4 separate regions of the Mus musculus genome follow, and regions 2, 3 and 4 are each linked to region 1. The links are chromatin contacts, called in public HiChIP or PLAC-seq and promoter capture Hi-C maps. All regions are on one chromosome and are shown on one strand. The core of a region is the stretch at or near the end of the contact, and the rest is flanking DNA. Distances in the headings are between cores, read along the strand shown.

Evidence for each region. Promoter capture Hi-C pulls out the DNA fragments that hold promoters and counts their contacts. HiChIP or PLAC-seq counts read pairs in DNA pulled down with a chosen protein or histone mark.
Region 2: a promoter capture Hi-C map of pre-B cells shows a contact between it and region 1, with 4 times the contacts expected there. The contact joins the promoter of Ogg1 here to the promoter of Efcab12 in region 1. A contact is called at or near these places in 2 of 39 promoter capture datasets (erythroid cells and pre-B cells).
Region 3: a contact with region 1 is called in an H3K27ac HiChIP or PLAC-seq map of embryonic stem cells, with 4 times the contacts expected there. The contact joins the promoter of Prrt3 here to the promoter of Efcab12 in region 1.
Region 4: a promoter capture Hi-C map of liver shows a contact between it and region 1, with 2.3 times the contacts expected there. The contact joins the promoter of Fancd2 here to the promoter of Efcab12 in region 1.

The regions. Positions count from the first base shown.
Region 1 is chr6:115,835,426-115,840,457 of GRCm38.p6, forward strand. Efcab12 (EF-hand calcium binding domain 12) reads right to left here and starts at 2,987. Exons shown (of 9, transcript NM_001110506.1): 1 at 2,359-2,987. The coding sequence starts at 2,707.
Region 2 is chr6:113,324,226-113,329,257 of GRCm38.p6, forward strand. Ogg1 (8-oxoguanine DNA-glycosylase 1) reads left to right here and starts at 2,751. Exons shown (of 7, transcript NM_010957.4): 1 at 2,751-3,137; 2 at 4,140-4,387; 3 at 5,004-5,032. The coding sequence starts at 3,001. It overlaps Brpf1 (bromodomain and PHD finger containing, 1), which reads left to right. Exons shown (of 13, transcript NM_030178.2): 13 at 1-637.
Region 3 is chr6:113,499,034-113,504,065 of GRCm38.p6, forward strand. Prrt3 (proline-rich transmembrane protein 3) reads right to left here and starts at 2,898. Exons shown (of 4, transcript NM_001289700.1): 1 at 2,817-2,898.
Region 4 is chr6:113,529,664-113,534,695 of GRCm38.p6, forward strand. It overlaps Fancd2 (Fanconi anemia, complementation group D2), which reads left to right and starts at 2,019. Exons shown (of 44, transcript NM_001033244.3): 1 at 2,019-2,085; 2 at 4,111-4,208. The coding sequence starts at 4,145. Emc3 (ER membrane protein complex subunit 3) reads right to left here and starts at 1,975. Exons shown (of 8, transcript NM_175101.3): 1 at 1,665-1,975. The coding sequence starts at 1,819.

The DNA.
Region 1 (5,032 bases), core at 1,737-4,236:
CCCCAAAATGTTAAAGATGCCAGAGCTCTGGGATACCTGTTAGGAAAGCTGCCCAGGAGAAAGAAATTTGTTGCAGTCAACAAAGATGAAAAAGGAGTTGGAGATCTGAAAACTGCTTTGACATCAGACATAGAGATGCAGAGTTTGGAGTTTGCCTAATTGGTTTCCAGTCTCACTTTGAGGATTACAGTTAAGGACTGGATGAATCTTAGAAGTGACTTTGAACTTTGGACTTTTAACATTGTTGAGACTCCTATAGACTATGGAGACTTTGGAAGTTGAACTAAATGCATTTTTCACTATGCTATGTTTAGGTGTGGCCTCCATAGACTCATATATTTGAACAAGCCTATGGCAGCCAGGGAGTGGAATGGTGGTTTGAGTAGATTTTTTCCAGGGAGTGACATTACTTAAGAGATGTGGCCTTGGGCTGGAGAGATGGCTCAGTGGTTAAGAGCACTGACTGCTCTTCCGAAGGTCCTGAGTTCAAATCCTAGCAACCACATGGTGGCTCACAACCATCCATAACGAGATCCAGAAGAGGAGAGGGGTCACCCTCTTCTGGAGTGTCTGAAGACAGCTACGGTGTACTTACATAATAAATAAATCTTTAAAAAAAAAAAAAAAGAGATGTGGCCTTGTTGGAGGAAGTGTGTCACTTGTGTGTGTGGGCTTTAAGACCTTCCTCCTAATCATGTGGGAGCCAGTCTTCTCCTTGTGGCCTTCAGATGAAGATGTAGAACTCTCAGCTCCTCCTGCCTTGATGATAATGGACTGAACCTCTGAACCTGTAAGCCAGCCCCAATTAAATGTTGCCCTTATAAGAGATGCCTTGGCCATAGTGTTTGTTCTCAGCAGTAAAACCCTAAGACAGCTGGCTTTTTGGTGCTCAAGGAGTTAACCCATTACTGCTGTGGCCTAAAGCTCTTGGCCCCTGTTCTCTCCCAGGATGTCACACCCACCTTGTCCTCTTTTCTACATTGCTTCTTCTGCTCAGTCACATTTCCTTTCTCCTTCCCTGACCCCTGGGTTCCATTCACCTAGTTGCTGTGTGCTCTAAAGGGCATGGTATTCCTTGAGGTTTCTCTTCCAGCCTTACCCATCCTGAGTTTCATAGTAAGGGTGTGATAATTTGAATAAGAATGGCTCCCTTAAGCTCATTTGTTTGAATACTTTTAGTCACCAGGAAATAGAACTGTTTGAAAAGATGAGAAGGTGGAGAAGAGGAGGAGGGGGAGGGAGAGGAAGAGGAAGAGGAAGAGGAAGAGGAGGGGAGAGCTAGTTGTAGGAAATGTGTCACAAGGGGTGGGCGTTGAGTCTTGTTTTTCTTGAGATAGGGTTTCTTTGTATGGCCCTAGCTGTCCTAGAACTACCTCTGTAGACTAGGCTGGCCTTGAACTCAGAGATCTTCTTGCTTCTGTCTTTTGAGTGCTGGGATTAAAGGCTAACAACCAGTGCCTAGTGGCTTTGAGGTTTTAAAAGCCCCCATCAGGTGTTCTCTCTCTCAGCTTGTGTATCAGGGTATGGATCTCAGCTACTTTTCCATACCTGTCTGCTACCATACTCCCTGCCATGATGATAATGAACTAAGCCTCTGGAACTATAAGCAAGACCCCCAATTAAATGTTTTCTTTCATAAGAGTTGCCTTGAAGCCTTGTCTCTCTTCTCGGCAAAGAACAGTGATTAGCCTATCAGGTGTTATCCCAGCCACCCTCTTGCAGACAGGTGGCCTGCTTACCACCCACTCACTTTTCACACCACTTCTTTCTAGTGCTCTTCAGGACTATGACCAAGCAGTGACAGGCTGAGGCTACCATCCTGTCATTAGAAGAGATGGTGGAGTTGGAAGAGAAAGCGCTGAATTTCCACTCCTGCATGCACAGGTACACTTTCTGATGTCACTGGCTGACTTTGCTTCTGTTTGTACATTCCCAGAACGTCACTGTGGGCCTCGAATGCTGGATAAGACCCCATTTACTGACCCTTGTGTGTCTCCCAGGAGCACCTGCCTTAGAGCCCTCACTTCGCCTCAGAAAACACACTTGTTCTCCTTCCCTGACTCACACCTCAGCTGCTGCCTTCCTTTCTGGCCGTCATCCTGGGCTCATCCTGTTGTCCTGGTCACTCCTCTAAGTGTCAACACTCTACACCAGGCAGCTTCTCCCACTCACCTCCGTGCTGAGCACCCCCATCCCAGCACAACCATGCCATCTTAGTTGTTCTGAAAACATCTCACTTCTATAGTTTACAGGGTCTTAGGTGTCCACGACTAAGATTAAACGTGTCCCCTGGTTCCAGTCTCATCTAACCAGGTCCTGCAGACACTTTCCATCTCCATGAAGAGCACTGTCACTTACCAGCGTCTGTGATCGTCAAGCCGAAAGTCACACGACTTTTTCTCTCCTCGGCTTTCTGGGCCTCCCATAACCTGGATGATTTCTTTTGCTTCCCACTATGTTTGGCCAGGGTTTCTGCCACATTCTGACTGTGTGCTTTGGAAAGGTGGCTAGAGAGACCAGCATCCCACTGCGAAGCATTAGATGGGTGGGGAGGAGGTTTTCGGAGAGCATGGGTCTTCTGGCATCCAACTCTTCTTGTTTGTTTGTACCCTCCACCTCTCAAATTGCAAACCTTTGCCAAGCACTTGTTTGGGGGCAGACAGCTGACTGTCTCCTCTCCAGGTCTCTTTTTCAATATAGAACGCATTGTTGCCCAACTGAGAAAAATGCAGGTTCCCAGGCGCAAGAGCCTGGCTTTGATTCCAAGTCACGTGACTCAGCCGGGTTCTCTAGCTAGGTCCGGTCCGGGCATAGGAATCCAGGCCGTTTGTGACCTTCTGGAACTCCCTATCCCACAATGGAGACGGCACAATGAGGCTTCTAGCCTATCCTGGAGCTCTCCAACAGCTCTGCCGCCCGGAGCCGGAGGATTCCTGTAGATGGCGTTATGAAGTACGCCCCCAGTTTAGCCGTTTGGTGGAAATAAGCTTCAGGTTTTGCAAAAGGCTGCTCAACCTGCTGAGAGTAAGCCTCTGTTGTCATGACTATAGATGCCCTACACCGATTGGCTGAGCGCTTCCACTTGCAAGAAGGAGGCGGGAGAACCTTTCTTCCCTTCCACCTCCCAAACCCGGAAGTCAGGAGCTTCGGCGATTTGCTTAGCTCTGGCTGGTGCCTCCTTTGGGAAATCATACATATGTCCCAGTCTTCCCATGGCCCCCTATTCTGAAGAAAAAAAAAAATGTCCTATTTTCTTGTAAGCTGCAGGTCCTTCACAGATCTTATCTTCAGGCTTCACTTTTCTCATTTAAAAAAAGTATCATAACTCTACCCTGGGTTCTGAGAATCCTAGTCAGTCAAGGTCAAATAAAAGACAGGTATTTGGTGCTATGACTGGGTGTTATGGTCTGGAATCAACAGTTTTGGTGGCAACCACTTGTATCCCAGCGCGGGAAGATAGACGTTAAGTTTGAGGCCAGCTTGTGTTACATAAGTCCCAGGCCAGCCAGAGCCACTCAATGAGAGCCTATCTTTAATCAAAGCCAGAAACAGGTTAGAACCAGTCCTAATAATAAACCTTTGAAATCTCCACTAATAGGTGAACTATGGGGTGTGCATGGAAAGATACATGACCCACACTACATGGAGGAGTCTAGTAAACGGAAGAATCCAGACTCAGGCTCAGGCCTTACACCTGTTTCTTCGAGACAGGGTTTCTCTGTATAGCCCTGGCTGTCCTGGAACTCACTTTGTAGACCAGGCTGGACTCGAACTCAGAAATCCATCTGCCTCTGCCTCCCAAGTGCTGGGATTAAAGGCATGTGCCACCACGCCAGGCTCAGAAATGTCTTTGAGTTAGCTAGTGTTAGTGGCTGTAAATGTGTTAAACACAAAACAAAACCATTTAATTAAACACTTACAAAAATGTGGTCTGGCCAGGTATGGTAGTACACAGGAGGAGCTCTGTGAATTGGTGGCCAGTCTGGTCTACATAGAAAAATCCTGTCTCCAAAAAAAAAAAAAAAAAAGAAAAAAAGAAAAAGTTTTGTACTGCTGGGCACTGAGCTCTAAGCCTTGGGCATGCCAGGAAAACTCAACTGCTGAACTACCCACCTGATTCTAACATTTTAAACTGTAGGTCACAAAATAAAGATCAACATTTGAACAAGTTCTCTGTGCTGGGGACCATCTTCACTAGATTTAGCATCCTCCTGACTCCCCACAACCCGAGGCACTCGCTTCTACTGGCCCTTCTGAGCCACAGCCTCTGAACACTTACAAAACCATGACAAGGCACCATGGTTTCACTGAGATGCGAGGGAAGGCACGGAGGTCAGGCAACCTTATCTCCTGAAAAGAAAGAGTCGCCCTGGAACCCCAGCAATTGGCCAGACAGAGCTCCCCTTCAAGGCGACCAGGGAGAGGGGGGTTAAGTGGCCCTGCCCTGCAGCCTTATCTCATCTCATAGCTGACATTTGGGAAATTTGCTTTGCCACCTAACCTTGGCCATGGCCCAGGCATCCAAAGATTTCTCTGGACTCTGACCTGCTTGTGTCTGGATCTCCATCCTCACTTTGTCTTCTCTGCCATACTGTTAGCACTGTTCTCTTCCTGGGAGGTCTCTACAGAGCCTTCTCATCCTTTTCCCTCCCCAGCACAGAGCTCTGCACTTATGTGTGTTCCTGTGATGTTTGTGAAAATATTAAGGGTTATTGTGAAGTGGGAGGTATGGCCAGCTTTCCTGCCACATCACATCTCTTTACACTTATGTGAACTTATTTCACATGCATGTATACACACGACCTGTGTGCCCAGAGGAGGGCAACAGATCCCCTCCATAGACATGCTAGGAACTGAACCTGACTACTCTGTGACCAATGATCTCTCCACCTCCAGCATCCCTCTCACAGCTGCCACCTGTTCACCAGAGGAAAAATCAATTAGCCTGCAACAGAGCACATCTGCCTATACCCACTCGCTATCCTACGACAAATAGCTTCCTGACAGCTGGTTTACTTTGCCTTCATTCGAT
Region 2 (5,032 bases), core at 1,501-4,000, 2.5 Mb before region 1:
GTGATGCCGCCCTCTGCACTGATTAATTCCTGGTCTTGGGGCCAGTCTCAGGGGAAGTTGGGTAGGGGAGGTCCCTCCTGCCCTGAGTGCAGCTGGACTGTACAAAACACTCCAAGGGCCCATGGCCACTCAGTGCAAGGAGAGGAGAGGTCTCAGAGGTCTAACGAGTTCAAAAACTCATGGCATTGTAGGGCAGGGTGGTGGGCCACAGTAAGAATACTGTAAAAAACAGGCCCTACCACCCTTACCTACTCATGCCAGGGGAATTCATACCTGCCTAGAGGCCTGAGGCCCTTGCAGGTGGTAAGGTAAATCAGCATCATCCCAGCCTAGCCGTGGGATTGATGTCTGTCTAGCCTGGAAGAGGGGCACTAGGTGACCCCTCCCCTGCTGTTGTAAATACTGTAATTATTGGAGAATTTAAATTATTCTCATTTGTAACTGCGTTTCCGGGTCGCGCCAGAGTCATTTGGTACTAAAAAAAGAAAAAGAAAAAAAAAAAAGAAAAGAATGGAGCTTGTCTCTACTTCCTTTCCTTTTCCCATAGAACTCCCCCTACCTTTCAAACTGGTTTGTATTTATTTCAAAGGAAGAAAATATATTGATTCTTAGAAAATAAAGTCTATTTAGAATTCTTTCTTCTTGCCTTCTACTAGGACAGAGGGATTCCGAGGGAGAGCTTTGTGCCTCATACTTGGGATGTACTTTGTGCCCAAAGGGTTGCTGATGACTGTGCACGGCAGTCATAAGACATATAAGCAAGCTAGATAGAGTAGTAGCACGGTCCTGTAATCCCAGGACGTGAGGTGCTGAGGCAGGAGAATTGCCATGAGTTCAAAGGGGAGGCAGAATAACATAACAAGAACCCGTCTTTGAAAAGTTTGAATAGCAAAGCTAAGTAAGAGCTCACATGTCCTATGTACTCTCAGGCACTGCCCTAAGTACCTAGAAATACATAAATTGTGTCTAATCCCTGCAATAACTATGGATGGCTAATAATACGCAGCTATCTCCACAGTGACAGGACCATACTAAGTACCTTTAGATATACTGTTGTGCAATCTTTACAGTAATTATGGGGTGTGTTAATTACAGGTTGTTTACCTCAGATGCTAAGGTTTAGAAAAATTAACTCGCCAAAGTTCCTACAACTAAGAAGTTGGAGAGCTAGGACTTAAACCCAGGTCTCTTTGTCTGGAAAGGTGTCTTTTCAGCTAGCACCTAAGACCAGATGAGTCCATTACTGCCATCTTATGGGATTCAGTTGCTTCAAGTCCTTTGTTAGGACTGTAGCTGAAGGGCTTCAGACACTTCAGTTGAAAACAAAGTAGGTGTGTACCAGCCTGTTAATGCACATGCAACCTTGGCGTTTTTCCTAACTTAAAGTCTTGTTGGAGAGAATGCCTTCTCAGTGCCAGGCACCTGTAAGGTGACATGCCTTTAGATGAGGTAATCACAGTAAAACATGGATGCTGAGAGCCTTACAGCTACTGCTTAATGAAACTGAGACAAAAGACCCAGTTTGTTTGATGTTGGTTAATAGTGTTCTAGCAGGTGTGCTGTGCCTTTCTGTAGACACACACACACACACACTAATCAGCATCCAGCCCTGCCCTTGAGTCTGTAGTCCAATAATTTAGGCACAACCCGAAAATTTCTCTGCTTGATGGAAAATGCCCTAGTGTGTCAAACTAGTGTCCGAAGTTCATGTTTCTTTCTTTCTTTTTTTCTTTTCTTTTTTTGTTTGTTTTTGGAGACAGGGTTTCTCTGTGTTGCCCTGGCTGTCCTAGAACTCACTCTGTAGACCAGGCTGGCCTCAAACTCAGAAATCTGCCTGCCTCTGCCTCCCAAAGTGCTGGGATTAAAGTCATGCGCCATAACTGCCCGGCTGAAGTTCATATTTCTTAGCCTAAGCATTCTTTTTTTGTCTTAAAAAATTATAAATGATATAGTCCTTTTTGGAACAAGGTGGCTGGTGCTGGTTGTGTTGGTCCCTTAGGCTGCCTAGAGCCACACACTGGCATTTGGACGGAGTGAACTCCAAAGAAAGCCCATCTCTCCACGCTCGGACTGGAGCGGGTAGCTGTGCCGCAGGCTGTAGCCAGGGCGAGCAAACCTGAGACTGGCCTCTGAAGCCTGGGAAGCCCGAGATGGCGCATTCGGGGCCTCCTGACAAGACGTGGAGGGGACAGCGCTGAAAAATCACTGCCTCAGAAGAGGCTCGGTGGAGAAAGGCTTGAGCAGGGGAGGATGAGATTCTTTCGGTTTATTTCTTGAGACAGAGTCTCGCCATGAAGCCCAGCCTAGTTAAGCTTCAAACGTGCCTCCCGCCTCTGCCTACCGAGTTCTGGGACGACCGGTGTGTACCACTACGCCCCGCAATGATGTGGCTCCAGTGCGGGCCAGCACGAGAAGTTGCAGGCAGGCCCTGAGATTGCACCGAAAGCCCTGAAATGGCAGAGCCGGGTCTCTGGCAGCCAATCGCCAAGCAGCGAGGCCAGCAGGCCAACCGCTCCCACCTCACAGGCCCGCCCACTCCGGCACTCCCGAGTTCTCATTGGTGCTTCGTACTTTCTTCTCGGATTGGCTACCTCTAGGGTCAAATAAGCGGGAGCAAGGATCTACTTCCGGTGGGAGTAAACTGGGACCCGGAAGAACCATACTGGCGCGCCTTTCCAAACCTCGAGGGCTGCGCAGGAGGAGGAGGCGCGCGCCGGGAGGTCCTGGGGGCGGGGCCACGTCCGGAGGAAGAGGCGGGGCGTGCTGCACGGGAGAGCGGAGTGGGGCGTTTAGGGGTTTGGTGGTGTGCGAGAGGCTTTCCTACGAGGAGAGGGAAATTCATTCAACAGGGACTCAAATTAAAATTACACCGGACCCATAAGCTAGGACCCACGGTGCTACACTCCCGGTGTGTGTGGTCACTTGTGTGCGAGGCTTTAGGACTTGGGAAAGTCGAGTTCTGATTGGACAGTGCCGTAATGGGCTGGGGCTGCTAGCCGAATGTTATTCCGTTCCTGGCTGCCTAGCAGCATGAGACATCGCACCCTAAGCTCCAGCCCGGCCCTCTGGGCCTCTATCCCGTGTCCACGCTCTGAGCTGCGTCTGGACTTGGTTTTAGCTTCTGGACAGTCCTTCCGGTGAGTGACTGCACTTGGGAGGACTGTTCCCTAGGATGTTGACTTCTCAGTGCTGCCCACTCGGGATACAGAGAATGTTGGGAGCAATAGATGAGAGTACATTTTGGAGTCTAAGCACCGGTGGTTTGCCTTTTAACCTTCTTTAGGAAGTAGAGGTGATGACTGTGCAGGATTATGAGGACCATGCAATAAAAATCAGTGGGGGAAGCTGAGGGATGCACTCAGTAATAAGAGTGCTTGCTTTTCACGCACTTGGCTCTTGGTTCAATCCCCAGTACCGCTTCTTTTTTATTTTTAAGATGAAAACTACACCGGGGGTGGTGGCACACGCCTTTAATCCCAGCACTCGGGAGGCAGAGGCAGGTGGATTTCTGAGTTTGAGGCCAGCCTGGTCTACAAAGTGAGTTCCAGGACAGCCAGGGCTATACAGAGAAACCCTGTCTCGAAAAAACAAACAAACAAAAAGATGAAAACTAGCGGGGGGGGGGGGGGGGGCGGCTGGAGAGATGGCTCAGTGGTTAAGAGCACTGACTGCTCTTTTGGAGGTCCTGAGTTTAATTCCAAGCAACCATATGGTGGCTCACAACCATCCATAATGAGATCTGATGCCCTGTTCTGGTGTGTCTGAAGACAGGGACAGTGTCCTTACATATAAATAAATAAATAAATAAATAAATCTTAAAAAAGAAAGAAAGAAAGAAAACTAGCCGGGCAGTGGTGGCACATGCCTTTAATCCCAGCACTTGGCAGGCAGAGGCAGGCAGATTTCTGAGTTTGAGGCCAGCCTGGTCTACAGAGTGAGTTCCAGGTCAGCCAGGGCTACACAGAGAAACCCTGTCTCGGGGAAAAAGAAAGAAAAGAAAGAAAGAAAAAGAAAGAAGACATACCACTTTTATTTATAACTAATTAGTCAGTTTACAGGTGGGACATTTGTAAAACAGAAAGGACCTTAACGAGTTCAAGATGGGTAACGATGCTAGGGTTGTCTGTTGGGGTGCCCAGGTGGAAGGAGCAGAGCCCTGCTCACTGGAGTGGCGTGCTGGCAGATCAAGTATGGACACTGACTCAGACGGAGGACCAGCTCTATTGCACTGTGTACCGAGGAGACGACAGCCAGGTCAGCAGGCCCACCCTAGAGGAGCTGGAAACCCTACACAAGTACTTTCAGCTAGATGTCAGCCTGGCACAGCTGTATAGCCACTGGGCTTCTGTAGACTCCCACTTCCAAAGAGTGGCCCAGAAATTCCAAGGTGAGTACAAGGGGGCAGGAATGGTGGCTTACAAGTTACATCTCTGTGACTCTGCCTTCCGTAACATGCAGATACAGGGCCACCAGGATGGTTCATCAAATAAAAGCACTTGTCATGCAGTTTAATGCCCCAATACATACTGGAAGGAGAGGACCAACTCCCAAAAGTTCACGCTATGCCACACACACATGATAATAGCAAATAATTAAGATGTACTTACTAAAGTGCTTCTACTTAGCACATTGTTATTATTATAATGATGATGATCATCATCCACAGGAAAGTGATAAAGATATGGGGCCTAATCCTGACTGTGTGTCCTGGAGCAGGTGACGTCATTCTGTCATTATATACCCAATCACTTTTACTCTTTGGTGAAGAAAGAAAAGGACACAAAATGAAGCCCTGTTCATGTGGTGCTTGCATTGTGGCTTTTTTTCTCAGTGGAATGGGATGGTCACCCAGACCCCACAGGATGCCACAAGGCAGAAGCCTAGTGATTTCTCGACCCGAGCAGTCCCTTATTCTTCCAGGTCCCCCTGGAGCCTCAAGGTGTAGTGTCTGATGTGGAGGGATTCGAGGTGTGTCCCCAGGCTCCGACCTTTCTGCTCTCCAGGTGTGAGACTGCTGAGACAAGACCCCACT
Region 3 (5,032 bases), core at 1,648-4,147, 2.3 Mb before region 1:
GTGTGTGTGTATATATATATATATATATATGTGTGTATATATATATATATATATATGTGTGTGTGTGTGTGTGTGTGTGTGTGTGTGTGTGTGTATACACACACACATATGACAGGAGTAGTTGTATATGTTAAGTGCAGTGCCTGCCATTGCCAGGGGAGAGTGTTGGATTCCCCAGGGGCTGAGTTACAGGCATCTGGGAGACACCTAACCCCAGTGCTGGATACTCTGCAAGAGCAGGAAGTGCTACTTGCTCTGGCTGGCTAAGCCATCTCTCCAGTCCCTGAAAACAGATTTTACGTTTTTAAAATCACATTTAGGTGTTTAATTAAGGGGGGATGTTTGCCACAGCAAGTGCTTGGAGGGCAGGACAACCTGTGGGAGTCAGTTCTCTCCTTCCACGTGGTTCCCAGGGATCAAACTCAGGCCATCGGGCTTTGTGGCAAACCTCTTTAGCTGCTAAGCCTTCTTGCCTGCCCTCAAATTAGATTTATCAACATCCAGCTCTCATAAAAGCGAAAGAGGAACATGCCCCTGCATTTGCGGAGGGCCCTGAGTTAGATTCCTGGCATCTTGTCTCCTGGGTGAGTTACTTTGCTTCTCAGCATCGTGGTTTTAACTTTTATCTCTAAAATGAAGCTAACAAGAGTGTCTACCTCAAGGGGATTCATATGACGCATAACTAATGAGACACATGAAGGTCAGACCCACAGGAGGAACTTGATAGCAGGGCTCTATCTCCTTAGCCTTTGTCTGGAAAGCTTTCTTCCCTCATAAGCCCTTCTCTAGTTCAACACATAAATTGAACAGACCTTGGGATATAGCGCTGAGCAAGATTGAGAAGACTGCCCCCTCCCCACTGTGGAGAGATATAAGTAAGATGGACAATAAATGATTTTAACCTAACGGCCAGTGAGAAGGCTCAGTGGATAAAGGGGCTTGCTGCCAAGCCTGATGACCTCAGAGTTCAATCCTTGATCAGGACCCACATGGTGGAAAGAGAAAACTGATTCCCTTGGGTTGTTTTCTGATCTCCAAATAGGCATGCATGTACACACACAGACACTCACTCAGACACATACACACACACACACACGATACATATAATTTTTTAAAAATGTTAAAGTTCAGATCCTTAGCAGAGTCAGGAGGATCTCTGTGATCTACCTAGCAAGTTGCAGGCCAGCCTGAGAACTATGAAATGAGACTCCCTAAAATTATAAAGTTTAGCTTTGAAGAAAATACAGTGTGGTTAGATGATAACAGAGGAGAGTCTCCACAGGGGTGCCAGGAGAGCCTGTCTGAGGAGAGAGACACTTAAGCAAAGGCAGAATGGTAAGAGAGCCAAGCATTTGACGCTCTGAGGGGAAAGCCTTTGGCAGCGGCAATAGCATATACAAAGACTCAGGAGCAGGCGTGAACTCAGTGAGTTCAGAACACCTCTTTTGGGGTGGCTGGTGGTCAGCAGGCAGGGGCTAGTCAGCAAGGGCTCCTGTGAACCATCACGTGGATTGGAGAGCTCCGACAGGAGGCGGTCTGAGAAGCAGTGTTTTTTAAAGGGAAAGAGGTCGGCATCATGTCCAGGGACAATTGGAGGGTAGTTCGTATTAGCCTAGACACTCCTCTCCAGGGATGCCTTCTGTTCCTGGCTCTCCCTATCCGGAGCAAAGCTCCCTTGTATATCATCTCCTGTCTGCCGCTGGCCTGGGGCTCCTGTCTTTTTCCTTTACACCTCCAGCCCCTGTACAATCCGGGCCCAGGTAGATATATTCCCAAGAGGTCCCTATTCCTAAGTCCATCCTTAAGTAGGCCAGGGAGGTAGGAGGGATCAGCAGTGGCCAGCCAGCTGAGGGCCAGCTGTGTTAGGGGCAGGTGCTGTGTCCTTTTCCTCTTGGACACAGCCACCTTTGGTGGCTCAGACACTAGGAGAAGTTAGAGGTAACCCCAGAGACTCTTCCGAGGAGTACCCCTAGGCTCATCAGAGGTTGTGGGAAGTTTCAGGGGATTCAAAGACCTCTTGGGTCCAGTCACAGCGTTAATTCAGACAGCCTTTAAGTCTTGGTAAGCCCTCTCTCAAACATCTATTAAGCCCCAGGTTCTGCTCATAGGCCAGGCTGGGGTCTGGGGACCCATAAAGTCCTCAGTTCTGAGGCTGGGGATGAGGTGTGCGAAGGAAGGACTTGGGGCCCCTGATATGGATATAGGTTATAATAATACCCTGTGTTGAGCTCTTTGCTTAGTTAGGCCTCTGTTCTAAACCTTCCCATACAGCAGGTGCAAGTACCCATCACACAGGAAAGGAGAGTGGGCAACCAAGAGTCAGAGAGGTTGAGCAACTTGTCCAAGGTCGCACAGCCAGCTGAAAACACATACTAGAGATACTGAAGCCCGTACAGCTCTGTAGACTTTGCAGAGGAGGAGATGGCTGAGCTGGGCCTTCAGTGAATAACATGCCATCTGCCTACCACCCCCGATGCAAGAGATGTGGGCACCCGCAGTCCAGGCAGGAGCTTGCCTAGCATTAGGGTCCCCATGGCTGGACAGTTCTGAGGGGAGATGAGATCAATCAGCCGCAGAGACTAGGGGGTGGGGGGAGCAGGGTGAGGGCCTCTGCAGGACAGCCTGCAGAAGCTGGTCCATCTCGGGTTACCTCTCTTCCTCCTTCTCCAGCTTCTCTCTCCCTGGCTCCATGCCTTCCCGCAGTGTCCCGGGTGGGGTTTGGCACCGTGCAGGCCCATGCCCGCGAAGGGGCTGTAAGCCTTGCTCCTTGCCTTCTTGGGTCCCGCCATCTCCCCTTCCCTCGGCCAGCTCCTCACCTGCGCGCTGCATCCGCAGCCATGCGTTCACCTTGCGCGCGTCCCTGCAGCCGCTCCCGGAGGCGCATCCTCCGAGATGCTCAGGCTTGGCCAGCAGAGCCCGGCTCTGCCGATCTCCTCGTCAAGCCCGCCCACAGGAGCGCGGGATACTTAACCCTTTCCTTTGGGAACGGTCTCTGTTCGCTGCTCCTCACCGCCCCTTTCTCACAAGCAGCACAGCCCAGATGGTGTCAGAGCCCTGTGGGGTTCTGCAGTGTTCCTTCTAGCTACAGCCCGCTTTATTTGCATACCTGCGGGGACTGGGAGCTCACTTTCTCTGGATTCATACAGGCATAGGTAGATCATACATACAGCCTGGCATATCTTCCAGGCTTTTCCCAGAGCATATTAAATAAAAATGAGCCCACGCTTTCTTAATTGCTCTTGTAACTTGCCTTTCTCCTCATCATTTTACAATATATTCTGACACATTTTCGAAGATCTACTTCTTTCTTTTTTCTTCTTTTCTTCTTCTTTCTCCTCACCCTCCTTCTTTTCTATTATTGTTGTTGTTGTTATTTTGGTGTGTGTGTGTGTGTGTGTGTGTTTGTATTTGTGTGGCCTGTGGCATACCACATCATGTCTGTGGAGTCAGTTTTCTCCTTCTGCCTTGTGTATCCTGGGGACCAAACTCAGATCTTCTTTACCTGCAGAAGCAGCTTGCCAGCCCTAGGTCTACTTCTTTCTGGTCTCCGATGTGGTGATTTTCAGCATGTGGTTAGCCGATCATGTAATTTCTTCTGGCCTTTGTGACTGGATACAATACTACCTGAGTCACTGTTCTATTGTTATGAAGAGACACCGTGACCAAAGCAACTGCTATAAGAGAAAGTATTTAATTGGGTGCTTGCTTACAACTTCAGTGGTTTAGTCCCTTATCATCATGTTGGCAGGCACTGGAACAGTAGCTGAGAGCTACATACTGATCAATAGAAACACACACACACAGAGAGACAGACAGACAGACAGACTAGGCCTGGCATGGGCTTTTGAAACCTCAAAGCCTTCCCCATTTGACACACAGCTTCTGTTAAGGCCACACTTTCTAATCCTTCTAATCTTTTCAAAATAGGGCCACTCCCTGATGGCTAAGTATTCAACTATATGAGCTTATGGGAGCCATTGTTATTCAAATCACCACAAATACCTTCTTTATCTTCAGCCTCTAACACTAGCGGGAGAAATGGAGAAGGCTGAACTGTAGCTGACCTTAGGTACTTTCTGGGTTCTTCTCCCACCCCCATCCCCCGCACTTTATCCTCCCACCCCCAGTTTCACCCCCTATCACTAGAGACAGAAAGAAGGATAGAGAAAAGAGAGATCCTTGAATCTAATTTCTTTCCTTTTGTTTGTTCTTTGAGCACAGCTACTAACAAACCACAACCCCCTCCAACCAACAACCACCCACCCCTGCCTCTCCATAGCATTTATACACCCTCTGAAAAGTTCCCAGAATTCCAATGGTCACACAATCACAGAAACTATGCAGCTGGCAAAATGACGTCTCTGCTAGAGCACTAGGCAAATCACAGTCAGCTGTGGCAGACAGTCCAAAGCAGCCCCACCTCCCTACACCTGGGATTAAATCAAAAGCACATTCTTACAATATTTGTGGGTTATTTTTTTTTTAAGAAATCAAAATTCCAGAATTCTTACTGTACCCAACATGGAACTGATGTGATAATCTAGCAGAGGCGTGGTTGGAACTGAGGTTCTGTACAGAGACAATATCAAGTACTCCAGAGGCCTCTCTGCACAGTTCCTAATACTCATGGATATTTTCTTTTTTTTCCCTCCCTCAGTGCTAGGAATTGGACTCAGGGCCTCGAGAATGTGAGTCAAGCACTGTACCATTGACCTCTGTCCCAGTCCTTCAGATGGCCATCATTACACTGAATCCCCCAGGGAATGCCATACAAAGAATGCCCGTGCCCACCAGAAATGGTGAGGAGACATTTCCTGGGGATTGTTATTCACTAAGATGTTGGTCATGTGAACTGTAAAAACAGTATGGACTAGCCGGGCAGTGGTGGCACACGCCTTTAATCCCAGCACTTGGGAGGCAGAGACAGGTGGATTTCTGAGTTCGAGGCCAGCCTGGTCTACAAGGTGAGTTCCAGGACAGCCAGGGCTACACAGAGAAACCTTGTCTTGAAAAACCAAAAAAACAAAAAAAA
Region 4 (5,032 bases), core at 769-3,268, 2.3 Mb before region 1:
ATTGAGTTGCTTTTTGGTTTTAAATAAATTAACAAATGTTAAGTCCTTATCATTGTACCTGCTTAGAATGTTTCATAAAGCTGGCTTATTATTATTATTGCTGTTGTTATTATTATTATCAGCAGCAGAATAAGGAAAGACAAAAAAAAAAAAAAAAAAAAAGACAATCGAAAATACCCAAGCTGGACATTTTGGGGGACAGACTCTCATGTGCACCAGCCTGACCTCCAGTCTATAGGTAGCTTGCTTGAGCTTCTGATCTTCCTACCTCCATCTTTGAGTCCTGGCATTACAGGCTTACACTGCCATAGCTGGCTTATGCTGGGGTAAGGAACCCAGGGCTTCAAAGCCAGCTGTCCAAGCACTGTACCCAACTGAGTTACATCACAGCCTCATTGCAGAAGAAGTGTTTTTAGGGCTGGAGAGATGGTTCAGCCATTAAGAGCACTGACTGCTCTTCCAGAGGTTCTGAGTTCAAATCCCAGCAACCACATGGTGGCTGCAACCATCTATAGTGAGATCTGATGCCCTCTTCTGGTGTGCCTGAACACAGCAACAGTGTGCTCACATACATAAAATAAATCTTTTTTTTTTTAAAGTGTTTTTAATTTAAGGTGATCTTTAAATCACCAGCAAATGGAAATCCAGTATTACTTGCCACAAAAAGAAAGTAACTTTTAAATACGATAAAATGAGGTTTTTTTTTTTTTTTTCTTCTTCTTCTTTTTTTTTGGTTTTTCGAGACAGGGTTCCTCTGTATAGCTCTGGCTGTCCTGGAACTCACTCTGTAGACCAGGCTGGCCTTGAACTCAGAAATCCACCTGCCTCTGCCTCCCAAGTGCTGGGATTAAAGGTGTGTGCCACCACGCCCGGCAAAATGAGGTTTTTGTTTTGTTTTGGTTTTTGTTTTCTGTTCTCTGCAGAAACGTTTGAAACGTTTCTCTTCATTAAAGTGATTCCTATGTGATCTGGACAAGTCAAGGAACCAGCAGCACTGTCTTCAGCTAGTCTCTGAAAATGACTAGAATAAGTGATTGAAAACTGTTACTGATTTTAATGTGAAGTGGCTGAAGTTATGTCAAAGTTCTGTCTCCCACAGAAAAGCACTGTAAGAAGGCAAGTGAGGAGAGGAGGCAGGTGGAATGGTCCATCGCAACTCCTCACACGTCTCTGTGGTAGTCTCCAAGCTTTGGAGGCACTTTATACCTTAGCATCTCAGCAGATCACTACAGTTCTTTGGTAGTGTAGATTATGAAATTCACTTGCCTGGATGTTAGCAGGACTCAAGGGAATATTGCATCTGACTCTCAGTGGGTACTCTTAATAACGGAATGGAGCAGGATAGTTCAGAGAGAACCTCACTGACGGTTGGCAACTAGCCTAACAATATTAAGAACGTTTTCTTAAACACTTAGTACATGCAAGGCCCTGGGCTAAAGGCTTTTAGGTATCATCCAATCTAACATCTACATGCCTGCTCTCTCTATTAGGTAGGTACTGAGATTATTCCCATTTTACTGACAAAAATGAAACACAGCTAACCGCCAAGGTCAACCCGTAGGGGCGCGATGAAAACTCAGTTAAAGTGATACAATCAATCCCTGCACTTTCTTGACCAAGGTCACCCGGGAGTGAGGTCAGCAGGATAGGGTGAGGGTACTGACCTGTCAGACACTTGTTCCTGGGTGAGCTTCTTGTCGCTCTGCAGTAGGATTGACACGTAGTGGCGGATCATGCCCACGAAGAAAGTGATGATAACGATGGGCAGGACCACCCAGAGGCGGATGTTGGAGTCAAGCAGCAGCTCGGGCCCCGCCATCTTCGCTGAGAGTTCGCTGCGGGTCGGGAGGAGTTGGGTTCCTCCCGGCTTTCGGCTCCGGGCCTTCACCCGCCCCTCAGTCTGGCTGGCGTGGAATCTGGGGCAGCCTAGCTTTCTCCGCGCACTGTTTCCAGCTGGGCCGCCAGGCCGTCAACTTCCGGTGCGGGCGAGTAACGTCACGCCACGGCGCGGCTTTGATGGCGTCAGAGCGCCGTTCTTCTAGCGGGAAAGTCGAAAACGAAGGGAAGCAACTGGCGGGTCCCCAGGTTAGTGGCTTTTTAGGCTTTCCTGGGAGCGAGATGGTATCTCTCCGAAGTCAGACGGCCCTGACTTGTTCTAGTGTTTCCCTCTGAAAAGTGGCTGTCAGTGATTACATATTATTGTAGGAAACGCATAATAAGAAATCTCGTATAATAAGAAATTTGAACCTGTTTTTAGTTTTTGAGGCTTTTTTTTTTTTTTTTTTGGCAAGACTTATTTAATGTATATGTATGATTTGACCTTCTGTGTTTATGTGCACCACATGCATATAGGAACCCGAAGGGGCGCAGGATTCCCTAGAACTGGAGTTACAGGCAGTTTTGAGCCGCATGTTTGAATGGGAACTGAACCTGGGTCCTCTGCAAGAGCAGTAAACGCTCTTAATCCCAGAGCTGTCTCACCAGCCCAGGAACGTTAATCCTTAATAGAAACCATTGCCCTAGTCTGGAGAGATGGTTTGGAGGTTAAGAGCACTGGCTGCTTCTCCAAAGGTCCTGAGTTCAATTCCCCTTAACCACATGGTGGCTCATAACCATGTATAATGAAATCTGATACCCTTTTCTGATGTGCAGACAGAACATTGTATACACAGAAAAATAAAGAGAGAGAGAGAGAAGCTGGGTGGTGGTGTCACTTGAGAGACAGAGGAAGTTGGATCTCTGAGTTCGATCAAGGTCAGCCAGTCCTCAGAGTGAGAGAAACCCTGTCTCAAACAAAAGAAAGCAAAACAAAAAAACAAAACCAACCAAATAAAAAACAGTAATAATAATAATAGCCCATAGTCTTGGCTTTTAGGAGGTGGAGGCAGGAGAAGTTGCCTTTGGCTATGTATGAGTTCAAGACCAAACAGCTACACAAGACCCTAGAAGTTGAAAGTAAGACAAAACCCACAGATTCTGGCCTGTCTAAGAACCAAAAATAAATGAACAAAACAAGGAGTACAGATTCTGGAACCAGACTTTTTAGAGTTAGAACCTCAGCCCTTCCCCTGATTAGGAGACTAGTAATGGTATCTTTCTTAAGTTAGCATGTGAGAAATATGTAGATTATAATTAGAGCATATAAGACAAGGTTGTTTGTTTGTTGGTTATTGAGATAGGGCCTCACTGTATATCTGAAGCTGGCCTAGAATGTAACTGGTAACTATGTAGACCAGCCAGTCCAATTTACATGGTGGAATCCTGTCTTAAAAATAAATACGTACTAGAAAAATAGCTCAGTGGTTAAGAACACTTGCTGCTCTGCAGAGAATCTCGGCTCCTTTCCCAGCACCCACATAGTGGCTCATAACTATCTGTAACTTCACTTCTGGGGGCTCTAATACTCTCTTCTGGCCTATGCAGGCATCCAGTGTGTACATGGTCCACAGTCGTATGCACAGGCAAATCATCATACACCTAAGATTTAGATATTTTAAAAATAAAAATGACTGTCCTAGCACACACAAAGCTATGATGTTGAAACGGAAAACGTGTTCAGAAAAATTGTTCCTGCTTTTCTTCACTGCTCCACCTACAGGTAGACTAACGGTCCTCATAAGCTCTCACTCAATTCCCTGGCTTCTCTTCGATTGCAGTCACACAGACGTAGTTCAATACATTAAGACCTTGTAATGCTGTACGCCTCCTGCACGCTGGAATGATGTCTGTCTTGTTTTGCAATGTTTGATGTTTGTCTTGTCTTATACCTTCAGTCCTTAGCACCACCATGACACAGTACTGAAGTAACCTGTTAGAGAGCAGCTTAGGTGATGGTCTTGAGTCTCAGAAGACGAGTTATGGGCTTTCTCCTTTAGCAACAGAGAAGTAGCCTGGTGAAAGAAGCAACTTGGCCAGTTGTAGGAGTTGAAATGTGCTCAGCATTTGGGTGGTTTGGACAGCGTTAATGTGAAGACTCAAACCCTCTGCTTGTAGAGAGAATAGTTTTTAGAATGACTCCTAGTCTCCGATTATGCTGGTTCTTTTGGTGGTGGAGGTAAGCAGTGTGTATATCACTGAGCTAAATTTCCAACTCCTGGGTGTTTTTTTAAGGAAGTAATATAAGTGGCAGAAGACGTTAGTCAAAATGATTTCCAAAAGACGTCGGCTAGATTCTGAGGATAAAGAAAACCTGACAGAAGATGCCTCCAGTAAGTATCTACCCTTTTGTTGTTATATGTGAATCACAGATGCATGAGACAGGAAAAGATGCAGAACTCTTGCTTCTCAAGTGCTGACATCTGTTATGGATTACTGGAGAGAATACAGAGATCCTAGGAGCTTAAGGATTGAGTGTCTGCCTCAAATGCCACTTAGGGCTTTTGGATACCTTCTGAACTTCACTCTCCACCTTCATAAAAATAATTACTATTAAGCTGGGTGGATGATGCAGTGGTTAAGAGTACTTGCTGCTTTCATTTCCAGCTCCCACATGGCACCCACAATCACCTGTAATTTCAGTTCCAGGGATTCAGTGTCCTCTTCTGGTCCCAGAGGACACGGTACATTCATGTGGTACATTTAGGTTCCGGCAGGCAAACAGCTATCCATACAGAATAGAAATAAATCTTTTTTTTTAAAGATTTACTTATTTTATTTATATGAGTACACTTTAGCTGTCTTCAGACACAAACCAGAAGAGGGCATTGGATCCCATTACAGATGGTTGTGAGCCACCATGTAGTTGCTGGGGATTGAACTCAGGACCTCTGGAAGAGCAGTCAGTACTCTTAACCGGTGAGCCATCTCTCTAGACCAGAAATAAATCTTTGTAAAAATTCTTATACATTATCAATATTATCTAGATCCTAGAACACAAAAATAAGAAATATTCATCCTTTTGAACAACAAGTGGTCTGGGTGTGGTGAGACACACCTTTAATCCCAGCAGAAGGAGGGGATTGCTGTGGGTTTGATGTCAGCCTGGTCTATATAGTGAGGTCCAGGATAGTCAGAACTACAAGGAGAGACCTTG